Linked DNA regions of Arabidopsis thaliana: region 2 is linked to region 1. Evidence: chromatin contacts called from public ChIA-PET data. All regions are on one chromosome and are shown on one strand. The core of a region is the stretch at or near the end of the contact, and the rest is flanking DNA. Distances in the headings are between cores, read along the strand shown. Region 1 holds the start of SHM4 (serine hydroxymethyltransferase 4). Region 2 holds the start of AT4G14000 (Putative methyltransferase family protein).

Region 1 (4,035 bases), core at 440-2,939:
ATAAACATCAGGACTAGTTCCAGAAACCATAGGGTCGCAAAAGTGGGTTTTTTTCTCTGAGATATAATTCACTCACCGGTCAATCCAAGAGGGCGAAGATCCCAGAGAACAAGGTGGTTCTCAGTTCCATTGGTCACAATCTGGTAACCCTTGCTCATTAGGTAGTTTCCAAGGGCAACAGCATTGGCTTTCACTTGTTTTGCGTAGACCTTGAACCCAGGAGTATTAGCCTGCTTCAACGCAACAGCTAGAGCACCAATCTGGTGATTGTGAGGACCACCTTGAAGCGCAGGGAATACAGCAAAGTTGATTTTGTCCTCAAAATCATAGACTGCACCCTCGGGTTGACCCTTCTTTGGTGGTTTTGGACCCTTCCTGTAGAAAATCATACCAGCCCTTGGACCCCTCAAACTCTTGTGGGTTGTGGTTGTCACAACGTCACAGTACTCAAATGGGTTTGCAGCTTCCTGTAAATATGATTAAAACTCAATCAGTTCTGTCGGTGAATGCAAAAAAAAAAAAAAAAAACTCAATCTTGGCAAGTAACATTAGAGTAATCCCCAAACTTCATCAGGCTAATAGGTTGGTTTTAGTTACTGAAAAGAATTGAATCTCATCCTGTGTTCACTTAAACATTCTTATAGGAGTTAAACTATAAACTAGGAGACTAAAATGAGACGGCACAAGTAAAATCAAACGACTTTAACAATGTGATATGATTCGTTCTTGGGAAGAAGAACATTTGATAACCCTGAAAACACTAGACTTGACACAATGAATGCAGATCTTCGTTCTAAACAATTCATAATGCTAAAACAAAACCAGATCTACATGAAACACAATATCAATACAAATGAGAATAGGCTTATAATATACCTGAGCAGCAACGAGACCACTGATGTGAGCCATGTCACAAAGCAAAAGAGCTCCAACCTTATCAGCAATAGCTCTAAATCTAGCGTAATCCCAATCCCTAGGATACGCACTACCACCACAGATAAGCAACTTAGGCCTGAAATCCAACGCCTTCTCTTCAAGCTTATCGTAATCAATGTAACCAGTGGTGAAATTCACCTTATACGGAAGACTCTCAAAGTAGATCGAAGTCGCAGAGATCTTCTTACCACCAGATGTATAGTAACCATGAGTCAAATGACCACCTGAAGGCAAATCAAGCCCCATGATACGATCGTGAGGCTGAAGCAAAGCCGTGTAAGCAGCGAAATTTGCCGGAGATCCAGAATACGGCTGAACATTAACGCCCCACGCTGCTGGATCACAATGGAAAGCTTCGAGAGCTCTTGAACGGCAAAGATTCTCGATCTCATCGATGAATTCGTTACCTCCGTAATAACGATTACCAGGAATACCTTCGGAGTATTTGTTGGTTAAGGCACTTCCGAGAGCTTCGATGACGGCGAAGGAAGTGAAATTCTCGGAAGCGATAAGTTCGATTCCTCGACATTGCCGACGTTTCTCCTTCTCGATTAGGTCGTGGATCTCTGGATCTACGGAGACGAGAGAGGTGTTACCCCATGAAGAGACTGGTTCCATCTTCTTTGTAGATTGTTGAATGGATCTGAGATCGGAGAAAGAGGGAGGGAGAGATCTGAGATCAGAGAGTGAGAAGTGGGAAGAGAGGCGGTTGGGTTTAAAAGAGGAGTAGAAAATGGGGTAAATTACGGATTTGTCCTCCTTTGCTAATTTTGGTGTTAGTTGGTTAGGTGTGTGTGGTAGGAGAACAAGCTTAGTGTGTTTTGACTATTTTACCCTCTTACCAATATTTGTTTCCCTTAATTAATTATGATTAGATGGATACTTAAGGCCCAATTGCATTTAAGGTTGTGTTGGGTAAATCTCTCTCTCGGATTATTTTTATTTTTTTGACATCAGAAATTGAATTTGTTGGTAGAAAATAAAAAGTAATTACAAACAAAAATATAATCTATTGATTCCAAAAAAAAAAAAAAAACTGTATAAATCCCTATAAATCGGAGGAATTAAAATTGGAAAAAGGGCTTTGAGGGCCCATGATCTTGATTCAGCCCAGTGTTTTAGATAGGAGTAATTACATTTTAATAAGAAACTCTATAGTTTTTCATAGTTTAACCTTTCAAAACTCAAATGGTCGTACATCTGGTGTAAATAAGATGTATTATGTGTTAACAATGCAAAGGTAATTAAACCAACGTCAACATTGTCGACCACAAAATTTTCATCTATGTTGTGAAGATTTCAACAATTTATCCGCTTCAATATTATGTGATTAACCCCTTAAATGTTAATAATGTATTTTTTAAAGCTTTTTCACAAAGGAAGTATTCACGATGAATTTAAACATATGAATTTTGCGGATAAAAATAGTCTCTCACATATCTCCAAGCTAAATAAAACTTTATACGGTCTTAAACGAAACACTTGAAAACGGATAACGCAAAATTAAAATTGTATTTTCATAGTAATCTGATTTTAAAGTTACTTGCGGATGAATCTTAGTTCATATTCATCAATCATCACTAAGAATCACGAAGTCACCGTACCCTCTATATGACTATATCCTTGTTTATGTTTACGTTATAATTTTCAATGACAACTCATCATATGTGTAACCGTACCCTCTATAAGACTATATCCTTGTTTATGTTTATGTTATAATTTCAGTGACAACTCATCATATGTGTAACTACAGCATCACTTTGCCTCACTATTCATTATCCCAACATTATAAGAAATTGGTGGTCTTTGCTTAGCATCCTGACTAGATCACTTAATCGATACCATATCCAAATTAACATCACATTATAGTTAGAGAACATATCCAACTCTTTCGCCCATTTTGCTTATGTTGAAAATGCCAAATGAAATGTGTACAAATTGTTATTTTTCGATACTCTCAGTTTCTAATGAGAAAAAATAAGTTTGTTATTCCACTAAAGTCTTAGATATTCTCTGTCACAAATTTTATAATTTAGCATATGAAAAGAGCCATTAAACACACATTTTTATAAACAAGAAATAGTTGGTAGCCTCCCTTTGAAACCTTTTTTCGTGGACATACTAATTAACTAACTACACGATTGAGGAGTTGTTATGGTTAACAAATTTATTTATTATTATTGCATCGTGCCCTCGGTTGATCAAAGAATATTAAGTATTTAATATTTGCTAGAGAATGGCATGATCATGGGGTTTGGAGAGGAGAGTAGGTGGTTTTGTATGCATGTGAGTCGGTGAGGGTCAAAATCGTCTTTTCAATTTAAGATTTGATTATGTGGTCATTAAATAGTAACGTAGTGCCTAGTGGTATTGGCAGATCTGAGGTCAACATGTGATGTGACGAAGATCTTCATTTTCTTCGTAAACACACAGAATACTGAAGTTAGAAAAATGTCTTTTTCAGGTAATATTTACTCAGTAAAGAAAAAAGGCTGGTAAAAGTAAACTTTTAAGTTTGAACGTTAAAGTCAATTTAATAGTGTTTATTTATTTATTCGACATGTAGAAAATTAAACGATCTACGTAAAATATGAATACAAAAATATTAAATATTAGAATAAAGTGAGAGTATGTGTAAATCACGTTTTGGTGAATTTTTTCCATGTGGTAGAATAATAGAGGAGGACTTTTGTTGTAAAGTAAGCTTCACCAACCTCGATTTTTAGACCTGTATAATTGGAAACCCACCTACCTCCGCAAATACAACGAAAAGTATTGTCTTATAATACTTTCTTAATTAAATAACAATTCTTTTGGAGTCATATCATATATATACTCCTATTGTGGTGTCGACATGGTGACATACTACATAATGAAACCGGTGAGATTATTCTTCTGCTAAACTTGTATGATGACCGGTGAGATTATTCCTAAAATATATTAAAACCTAGAATGAATTCTTTCTTTTATACGTCATGGTTTGCTTACAAAAAGAAATGAAATACCAAATTTTCACGTTTTTCAAATAATTGTGTTGTCTTTTTCTGTTTTGAAAAATAGTTTTACCGGTATGTTATCACATTTAAAAATTTTAATAAA
Region 2 (4,035 bases), core at 839-3,338, 41 kb after region 1:
GATGATGGAAACACTTTATTGGATGTGCGATGTGGTTCTATTTCCGAGCCTTTTTTCCATGAAAGTCATCCTCATTCGTTATACGTCAGCTACTTAACAGGCGGCCGATTTTGTAATGCTTGTAGAGAAAAAGCAACAATGGTTTTGAGTTGTGAGGAATGTGAATTTGTTTTAGACATTAAATGCTCTACTCTGCCAAACATTGTTAAACACGAAAATGATAAAGATCATTTGTTGTCTCTATGTTATGGAGAAAACAAATGTGAGCAATGCTGGTGCGAGATGTGTGAGGAGACAATAAATCCAAAGAAATGGTTTTATTCATGTGATCATTGTGGCATTGCTTTTCACATCAGATGCACACTTGGAGACTTCATATGGTTTAAACCGGAAAAAAAATCTGAATCATCCACCAATTGTGTGATTCTTAATAATCGTGCAAGTCGGCCATTTTGTTATTCTTGTAATTCTCGCTGTAAATACCCATCCATCTTGTTTTTCTATGGGAAAACATTGTGTTCTTTGCAATGTTTCCAACAAAAAGTTTATGCAATCCTGGCATAAATCTTATTTATTTTCTCAAATATTTTATGATAAAAAACAAATTAGATTATGTGTTGCATGTTAATACTATATATATTTTAAGCATCAAGTATATTAAAAAAAAATTTATGTGCAATTTGGAATTCAATTCGATTTAGGTTGGATTTCTTTTTATTTCTTTGTTATACTTTTGGTTTAGAAATAATAGTATTCAAAACAAAATATAATATACTTTAAGTTTCGATATGTATTCAAATCTAATCAAATACTAAATTTTATACCACGTCGTGCACATGATGATTTTCTTTTGAAACAATTTGTGAATTTTGATAAGGGTTTATTGGTAACGAGTGTTTACTTGTTGCTGTAAGAACTTTTTTTTTGTTTTTTCCACAAAAGTTGGATTTTATTGAACTGAACCAATCAATATGGGCTAATATAAACAAAAGCCGTATAACTATAATTTTACAAGAATTAATTAAAGCCCAACATGAGCCTAAACATAACCCTAATGAAGAGGAAAATACAAAAAGCCTCCATCACTAACACGTGTTTCAATTAGAACAAACAGAGAGCTTCCATCACAGACCGACTTTAACCTTGCCGTTCACCACCGATTCCGGTGACAAGAGTCATCGTCGATATTAATTTGTTCAGTAAATTTTGTGGTTTTTCACCGTTTAACAAAATCGGAGCCCATAAGAGGATAACAGCTAAAGGGAATTGATAGTATGCTTCAGTTCTTCTACTTCTTCTCTTTAATTAAAATTGCAAATCACTGGGATAATTAAAAAACCTTTCCCAATTAAAAAACCAAACACTCAAAAGATAAATCAGTGAAAACAATTGATTAGTGAAATTTACTAAATTGCAATCACCAATGAGAAATCCCATGAAATTATTTAAAGCAAACAAATATGGAAGCCGACTAAAAGATGTTAACGAAACCATCTATGTCAGTTGATAAGCTGGACATCACTGCGTGGGAAGCCAATAGATTCCAGACGGAAGCCGACCAAAGATGTTAAAGAAACCATCCATGTCAGAAGAGAAGCCGGAAATCACGGCTGAGGAAGCCAGTTGATTCCGGACGGAAGCCAACTATCTTGGCTAACAGAGTCATAAGATGCTGGATAAAAGCCCGAGTCATACGAGACGGCGATTTACTGAAAAATTCAGTCGGTAGAAACAGAGTTCATCTCTGTAAAAGATATGTAGGAAAAAAGAGAGAACTTTTTGTTTTGCTGTAAAGAACTTTGGATGCAAATGTTTTTACTATTTGTGAAACTATTATTTTATATTTATAGCCAAATTTAATTTTTTAACTAAACAAAAATTATGCCGTCCATATAGTATCCTGTAAATTAAGTTTTAGATTATTAATTTTGTTAATTATTGATAAAAAAAACTCAAATAATGTCATATTTTCTCTTAATTCAAAAGTTAATTGTGTATAATTTGATTGGTTCCCCCAAAAGAAAAATTGATTGGTTTAGTGAACCGATAAATCCAATCTCGTACCGACCGGTTCAATGGGTTTTGTATTTGCTCCTCTGTGCTCTGGCCTCTACACTTTGGATAGCTGCCGCCGAAGTTTTGTGCAATGGCGACGAAACCGACGTTTCAGCTGTTTTCTTCTTCTCAAGGTTCTGGTCTAGGTTTAGGGTTCCTTGATTCATCAGAGCCAGCTCTTCCTCCACCTCCTCCTCCTGTTGAAGTATTATCCTTCGAGGTATCGTCACTACTACTTCCTCTGCAACTCCATCTTCAATTTCTTATGTAAGTTTCCCTCTTTTTGATTTCTGGTGATTTCGTCGCAGTAGGTGTCTTCCTCCACTGATTTCGAAGTGGATAAATTGACTATCGGCGAGATCACTCTTTTGAAGGTATGTTTCTGTCGAGAAAATTCACCAAACTTTGAGAAAGTAATGGAGAAATTGAGTTTTGTTAGTTTCTGGTTTGGTTATAGGGTCGTGTGAGCACTAAAGAGGTTTTTGGATTGCCTAATTCAGATTTGGTTCCTGGAGTCTATGAAGGTGAATGATTTGTTCTAGTTGTAGTTTATGTGATGTGTATCCCCCTGCATTAAGCAGTTTTGTAACTCTTGAATTCGATTGAATCTAGGCGGGCTTAAGCTTTGGGAAGGATCGATTGATCTTGTTAAAGCTCTTGAGAAAGAATCACAAACCGGAAACTTATCATTTTCCGGAAAGCGGGTTCTCGAGGTAGGCTCTTTTGCCTTAGGTGTCAAACAATGATGGATACAACGTGTTCTTCACATCACTAACATAAGATATTGAATCTATATACTCAGCTTGGATGTGGTCATGCACTTCCAGGAATCTATGCGTGTCTCAAGGTAAGTTGATGCTGTCTAAGCTTTATTATACTCTGTGGCTAAGTCACATCTTCTTAGATATTATGGTTCCTTTTGGTGTTTAGGGTTCAGATGCTGTTCATTTCCAGGACTTCAATGCTGAGGTTCTTCGATGTCTCACCATTCCGAATCTGAATGCTAATCTGTCTGAGAAGTCTTCCTCTGTCTCAGTAAGTGAAACAGAAGTACGCTTCTTTGCTGGTGAGTGGAGTGAAGTTCATCAGGTTCTTCCACTAGTTAATAGTGATGGTGAGACTAATAAGAAGGGTGGTTATGACATCATTCTAATGGCTGAGACGATATATTCCATCTCCGCTCAGAAAAGTCAATATGAATTGATTAAAAGGGTACACTCTCGTTTTCTCCTAGATAGCAGAAACTTTTACGATCATTCTTAAAGATTCATTGGAGGTTCAACACTTGGTTCTTTGCAGTGTCTGGCGTATCCTGATGGAGCAGTGTATATGGCTGCAAAGAAGTACTATTTCGGGGTCGGTGGAGGGACAAGGCAATTCTTGTCTATGATAGAGAAAGACGGTAAGATGGTCTATTCGATGATGTATATAAAGCAACAGTTGCATTGTTCATTCTCTACAATGATAATATAACCTCCAACCGCATAAATTTATCTTCATTGTAGGTGCTCTTGCTTCAACGTTGGTGTCTCAAGTCACAGATGGTTCCTCAAATGTCAGAGAGGTATGGAAGCTTTCGTACAAGTAAGTCGAAGCTATACTGGAATTCAGTGTCCAACGATCTGATTTTAGTGGATTTGGGTTGCTCATAAAAATGAGTGGAAATTCAAAATCTCTCATCCATGTGTTTAGCTTATAGACTCTCCTGACTGTGTTATAATAATTGCTTAGTTTTTCATTTTGGTACATTTTCTGGCTTAACGAAAGGCTTATGTGATCTGCCGTTGATTCTCACCGGACCAAAGTTCCAAACTAAGCTTTAGTTGGAGTCGCAGTTTATATATTGTAAATCTCTCACATGATTAGTTATGCTTTTGAGAATAAATCCACCAGCTCGACCTGTCTTGTAAAAAGGTTGTCCTATTTAAGTCAATACCATAGTTGCCTTTTAATCAGTTAGTGCAGCCCATACTAGGCTTA

Evidence for each region. ChIA-PET counts read pairs in DNA pulled down with a chosen protein or histone mark.
Region 2: a contact with region 1 is called in an H3K4me3 ChIA-PET map of shoot, with 10 read pairs. The contact joins the promoter of AT4G14000 here to the promoter of SHM4 in region 1. A contact is called at or near these places in 2 of 26 Hi-C or Micro-C datasets (leaf and rosette leaf) and 1 of 2 datasets of contacts at active chromatin or transcription factors (shoot).

The regions. Positions count from the first base shown.
Region 1 is chr4:8,048,468-8,052,502 of TAIR10.1, forward strand. SHM4 (serine hydroxymethyltransferase 4) reads right to left here and starts at 1,690. Exons shown (of 4, transcript NM_117467.4): 1 at 877-1,690; 2 at 77-467. The coding sequence starts at 1,554.
Region 2 is chr4:8,088,705-8,092,739 of TAIR10.1, forward strand. It overlaps AT4G14000 (Putative methyltransferase family protein), which reads left to right and starts at 2,089. Exons shown (of 8, transcript NM_117475.4): 1 at 2,089-2,275; 2 at 2,367-2,429; 3 at 2,513-2,579; 4 at 2,668-2,768; 5 at 2,858-2,902; 6 at 2,986-3,267; 7 at 3,355-3,457; 8 at 3,561-4,035. The coding sequence starts at 2,147. The coding sequence ends at 3,643. AT4G13992 (Cysteine/Histidine-rich C1 domain family protein) reads left to right here. Exons shown (of 1, transcript NM_001125505.2): 1 at 1-643. The coding sequence ends at 564. It overlaps RALFL32 (ralf-like 32), which reads right to left. Exons shown (of 1, transcript NM_117476.5): 1 at 3,983-4,035. It also overlaps the pseudogene AT4G13996.